2 separate regions of the Hordeum vulgare genome follow, and region 1 is linked to region 2. The links are chromatin contacts, called in public Hi-C maps. All regions are on one chromosome and are shown on one strand. The core of a region is the stretch at or near the end of the contact, and the rest is flanking DNA. Distances in the headings are between cores, read along the strand shown. Region 1 holds the start of LOC123427320 (derlin-1). Region 2 holds the start of LOC123408184 (protein IQ-domain 26-like).

Region 1 (2,700 bases), core at 15-2,514, 710 kb after region 2:
CAAGATTGAATGTTGTGGTTTGAGACCCTAATCGTAATGAGCTTAATCCTCCCATGAACTACGACCCCCTGGTTTATATAGATACCAGGGGTGCTACAACAACAGTTACATTAAGGAAAGGAATATGCACATCACCACGTTGCCTTGGATTGCACGCCAAGTCTTCGGAAGAGTCCATCTTGATTTTAGTATCTCCAATGATGGTCAAACGGCCTAGGAGTCCGACCCACAAGAACGGATAAGTGGCCCGAGGACTCCCTTAATCCCGGACTCCCTCACGAGGCATAGAGCGTGGTGGCCGCAGCTGAAACCTCCGCATCGTGTTGAGCATCTCGTCGCGGTCGGTGGCGCTCGCTCGAGCCGGCTGGCATGGGCCCGGATCGCGGTGGCTTGCCCGTCGGTGTCGGCGAACCACGCGCGATGGACTCAGACATCATGGGAAGGAGGGCGCGGCCGAGAGAAGTCAGACCACAGTGCGGGGAGGAGGGTGTAGCGGAGAGGAGACATGCCATAGTGCGGGGAGGACGACACGACGGAGGATGTGGGCCGACGGCGGATCCAGGTGAGGTGGGAGGCGCGATTGCTCGACTCGGGAGTGTTTTTTTTGTCAAACGTGTCCACAGGTGGGACAGGGCAATACATAACATTTTTTTCACTTATTTAGTGGATTGCAAGTTAATTTACTTAATACCATAAGGGCATTTTGCAAAATCACTCCAACCGTAAGTGAACAAAAACGATGACAGCTTTATTATTAGGTAAATATTTACATTAATGATGGAGTACCGACAAAACAACATACTACCTCCGTCCAAGTGTATAAGGCATGCGCGTAGTTCTAGGTTGTCAATTTAACTAGCTAAATATATATTATATGTGATAAAAATTACATATTCAGAAACTACACCCTCACATGAATCTAATGGTATATTATTTATTACATATAATATATATTTAAATAGTTAAATTAACGACCTAGAACAACGCGCATGCCCTATACACCTGGACGGAGGGAGTACACACTTTTATTTTCTAAAAGTAAAGACTCTCCTTTTCCTCAAAAAATAGGAGTGAGACTCTCCCTACCACCGTCCACCGCCAGGTCCGATAAATCCAACGGCTCGTAGTTCCTCGCCACGTCCCCGGCCAATGGCGTGCGCCATAGAGCCTACGCGTACGTGTCCGAACCACCCGCATGCGTCCGATCATGGATCCGACGGTGCATCTGGTTTTTCCCCCTCTGGAAGTCTCGCCAAGCGACTACCAGTTTATTCTACTTGTCCGCCCAGCCCAAGCGAGCACGAAACCGACGACGAGACCCGAGAGAGGCCGAGACTTAGAACATCCGAAATTCCGAATCCATCGCCCCTCCCCCAAGCGACGAGATGTCTTCACCCGGAGAGTGAGTCCTCTCGAATCATACAGGAATTTCGCATCGTCTTTTGCTCAATTCCCAAATTCCTAGGCACAGATGCGGTTATTCTTATTGGGATCGATGGTTTGGGTGGGGCGATTGACGGAGAAACTGGAGTAGTATTGTTCGGATTGTACTCTATTTTCGCATGCTTGAGCTAATTGGATGGGACTGTGCTGGCGTTGCAAGGGAGCGAGGGGGCGGGTGCGGCGGGGCACGCTCTAGTGTATTTTAGTGAGGTTATTAAATGTTTTTGTGACGAATTTAGTTGTGTTAGTTGGGTTCCAAGGGTCCGGGATTGGGACTACCTTGGAGAGTTAGCGCTGTTCGTTTTGTGTTATTTCGTTGGTCTGATCTGCTTCTTTCTGTAGTGTTGCACACAGCTAGTACTGTATCTGGCATGGTTTGGCAGCTGCCATACCTAAATCTTTCTGCCAATACACCTAGTATACATTACATACTAGTACATGTAAACTTTGAACCGATTAGTTTCATTGCGCGTTAGGCCTTGTTGCTGCGGACGGCCTGATGCATCGATCACTGGGTTTGCGAGTTATGACTTGATCCCACAAATGAACTAAGCACACGAATACATGATCTGACGCCAGTTACAAAATCCCAAAAAGTCGAAACAATTGTGATCATGTGCGGATGCGGCAGGGAACACAACAGCAGCGAGCATAGAGACCGCTGGCCGGCCGGTGAGTCGGGCTAGACAGCAAGGATGCGAGGGCGACTGGGCTAGTGTGCAGAAAACGTTGAAGAGGGAGGGCAAGTACTCCCTCTGTAAAGAAATATAAGACGTTTGTACACGAATACATGATCTAAACGCTCTTATATTTCTTTATAGAGGGGTACATATGGAAGATACATAATTGGAATTGAACTTGTTTTGGAACAAATTTTGTTAGCACCCACCGAACGTTGTTGAAACTACTTGGTTAGTATTGGGTTTTGGTTGTACTTGCCGAACACAAAATAATACATACCTAGTTAGTATTTTAGTAAACTCATGCATTGCTATATTGTACATGGTTTTCTCCTTCATAAATTTCGCCACACCTAAAATTTATTCTTGCCTTCGCCACTGGGTATATATAAGAGATTATCCTTGTGAGTTTGTGACATGTATGGGCAACAGTGGGAGCTCGTCTTTCATACCGGAGCAGGAGGTCATGGCCCCCTTTTCTGTTTCAGGATAACCGAGCCCTGAATTGGTGGTTCTACCAATTGATTGTTGTGGGCTGTGAGATCCGTAAGCGGCTAGGCCGTAGTTCTGGAGCTTA
Region 2 (2,828 bases), core at 141-2,640:
GCCAGGCCGCCTCGGCCGCCCTCGCCATCGCCGCGTTGCCCCCGTGCGCCGGCGTAGCCGCAGCGACGGCGGCGGCCTCCGCCGAGTCCCGCGACGACTTGCCGAAGCTCCAACGCTTGGCATTGCTTGCCGGAGGTATCGGCTTCTGGTCCTTGCTCTGCTCCTTCTTACCGCCGCCGCCTAAGAAGCCCCGGATCCACCGCGCCGCCTTGCCCATCGCCGGACCTGACGACTCCGGCCGGACGGCGAGAGGCGGCGGTGTGCTTGCTAGTGAACCACGAGAGCAGTGGCAAGTGTGAGTAAAAGAATGGGAGGTTTGAATAAGAGAGGGAAGCGGAAGGGGGCGCGTGGATGGCGTCGGGTTGGAAATAAAAAGGGAGCTATCTACGCGACGCCATGAGGGCACCCATTTGCGGACAAAGCCGAGCATATTAGCACGGGGCCCTCTCGTGTCCCCTCTCCCTCTCTCTCGTTAACTAAAGAAATAAAAAGAAATGGATTAGCGACGTCCAAGGAAGCGACATTTGCCATGCATGAGATTTTGGTGACCCAAGGTTCAAAAAGAGACAGCGTACGCCCAAAAAGACTCGAACGAGAAAGTATACTACTGGTAGTAGAAGAAGAAAAAACAGGGAATTTAAAGGCGACCAGTTCGAGCACCAAGGGCGTAGTACTATTCCATTTAGCGGAATTCATTCATTTTTGGCAACGAAAACTTATTACTTGACGAGGAAAGAAGGAAAACAATACTATAGGATCTTTTTATTTACCCCGGGGGGGCGGGGCCTCCAGTGCACAGTGCAAGCCATCTGCCGCTGCCCCTCAGCGGCCAAGTTGCCAAGAAAAGCCCACACCCAAGCCCAACAGAGGCACGAGGGAGGAGAGATGCGGCCACGGAACAAGACAATACACGCATGCATGACCCCAAACTCCAAACAGTAGGTCAGGCCCAGTGCAGGAGAGAGAGAATGCATGCATGCCCAGATCGAGCAAGCAACCCTGCAAATTTCAATAACGCGAGCGCATGACAAGAGACGGGTGGCTGGAGCGGAGATGAGATTAGACCATCTTCAGTGAACAGAAGCTTGACTCCCAGTCACTGTTCCCTCCTTCGCAGGCGCGGGCATGCACATATGGCTGCGCGCATATACCACGTACCAACGCACTGCTAGGCTAGGCATGGCAAAGAGGGGCTACAGCCATATGGATCGCACGTACCACCACGAGTGTACCACCCACGATCGCCGATAGGCAACGGACGGAGATATCCTCGAGCCTTGAGATACGATGAGTGATCGTGGAGACGTCACAAGCTAGGACAAGATCACAAGACCCGCACAGACGCAGCTGCATGCCTATCTCCTACGGATTCTCTCCCTTCTTGCAGCTGGCTAGCCTCGCAAAGCTGCAGCTGCAAAAGGTGACGCCAAAAGTTGCTTAAATAGGTAGTCAGAGGTGAAAGGGGGAGGGGAAAAGCCCATCCATCCATCCATGTAAAATGCAGGTGCAAGGCTTATTGGTATTCCATAATCAAAACGTACGGTGAAAGAAAGAAAGAAAAGAAATGTGCGGTTGGTTGGTTTGCATTGGGCCGTATGGTTGCCATCATGCATGCTTCGTGCTTGCGCTTGTAGGTCTGGGTGTGGTTGTGCACGATGATGTTGCCGCCTGCATGTGGGTCTACGTGTGTTAACATGCAGGTAACAGGGCACACGTGCATCTCTGCATCTACGACTACGTACACTGTATGTTTAAGTAACATGACATGCAGCACCCAACCCACACCCAGCGCTACATGGACGGATGGTACGACCGTACCGACGTGTGTGTGTCGCCGTAAGCAAGCATGATGATGCCTTTTGCCATCAAGAAGCGAGCATGCAATCAAAGCGTGGCGCTGGCCGTGCATCTGTGGGTCGCTTTGTTTTGCTCCCCTTGGAAGGTACTCCTAGTCCTGCTCGATCCATCGAGTAGGTTTTGAATTCGAACCTTGCTTAGTTTTTGGGAGGGAAATTTGAGCAGCTGGTGTGGTGGCTGCTATTTGTGTACCAGCACTAGTGACGACAGACATGCGGTACAGTACATTGATTGTGGATGCCGTATTCATCCCGAGTAGTACGTATGTATTGCATCAAACAAAAACAAAACAAAAAAGAGATCCGTTTGCCCTCGGGGTATAAACAGTACAAAAATGGCACGATCATTACATATTGTATGTGATTAAGAAAAAAACATACATATTGTATGTAATTAACGGAGTATAAGTAGCATACATACGTAGTTTTTAATCCAGTTTTCTGGACCGGGTGAGTGGACTTGGTGCAGAAGCTAGAATCACCATGGTCCGCAAGTGGGCAATGGCCATCGATTAGCACTTGAAATGTTACTGCTGCGGCACCGCAGGGCCGGGGCAGGGGTAAAGAGCAAGCAAGCAAGCAAGCAAAGCAGCGCTTTATGATGCGAATTTGAACCCACCCAAGAGAATCAATTCCTACACCTGGCCGGCGGGCCACCGGGTGAGACGCAGTCAAGAAGATGTAGTACGCTGAAACCCTCCGGCCGAGACAGGAAAGCAAGCCCACAAAGGCGAATCATCACGGTAAACAAATACTGTACTCCCCCGTAGATTTGCACCATCGCTCTCCTCACTCTCTCTCTCTCTCTCCGGTTCCAGCGCTCCTCCTTCTCTCTCTACTACGTACAGTACATACCACGTGACGTGAGCCGCCGATTGCCAACCATACCCCTGGCCCTGGGTGACCAACCCAGTCACCGGAAAACGCAGCGGCCGCGGCGGTCAAAGCAGAGGGGCGTTTTGGACAATGCAT

Evidence for each region. A called contact is a pair of places that touch in the nucleus more often than the background predicts.
Region 1: a contact with region 2 is called in a Hi-C map of leaf, with 4 times the contacts expected there. The contact joins the promoter of LOC123427320 here to the promoter of LOC123408184 in region 2. A contact is called at or near these places in 2 of 6 Hi-C or Micro-C datasets (leaf and seedling) and 1 of 1 datasets of contacts at active chromatin or transcription factors (embryo).

What each region holds. Positions count from the first base shown.
Region 1 is chr1H:144,694,328-144,697,027 of MorexV3_pseudomolecules_assembly, forward strand. LOC123427320 (derlin-1) reads left to right here and starts at 1,265. Exons shown (of 7, transcript XM_045111334.1): 1 at 1,265-1,402. The coding sequence starts at 1,386.
Region 2 is chr1H:143,984,902-143,987,729 of MorexV3_pseudomolecules_assembly, forward strand. LOC123408184 (protein IQ-domain 26-like) reads right to left here and starts at 1,391. Exons shown (of 4, transcript XM_045101361.1): 1 at 1,219-1,391; 2 at 1-267. The coding sequence starts at 217.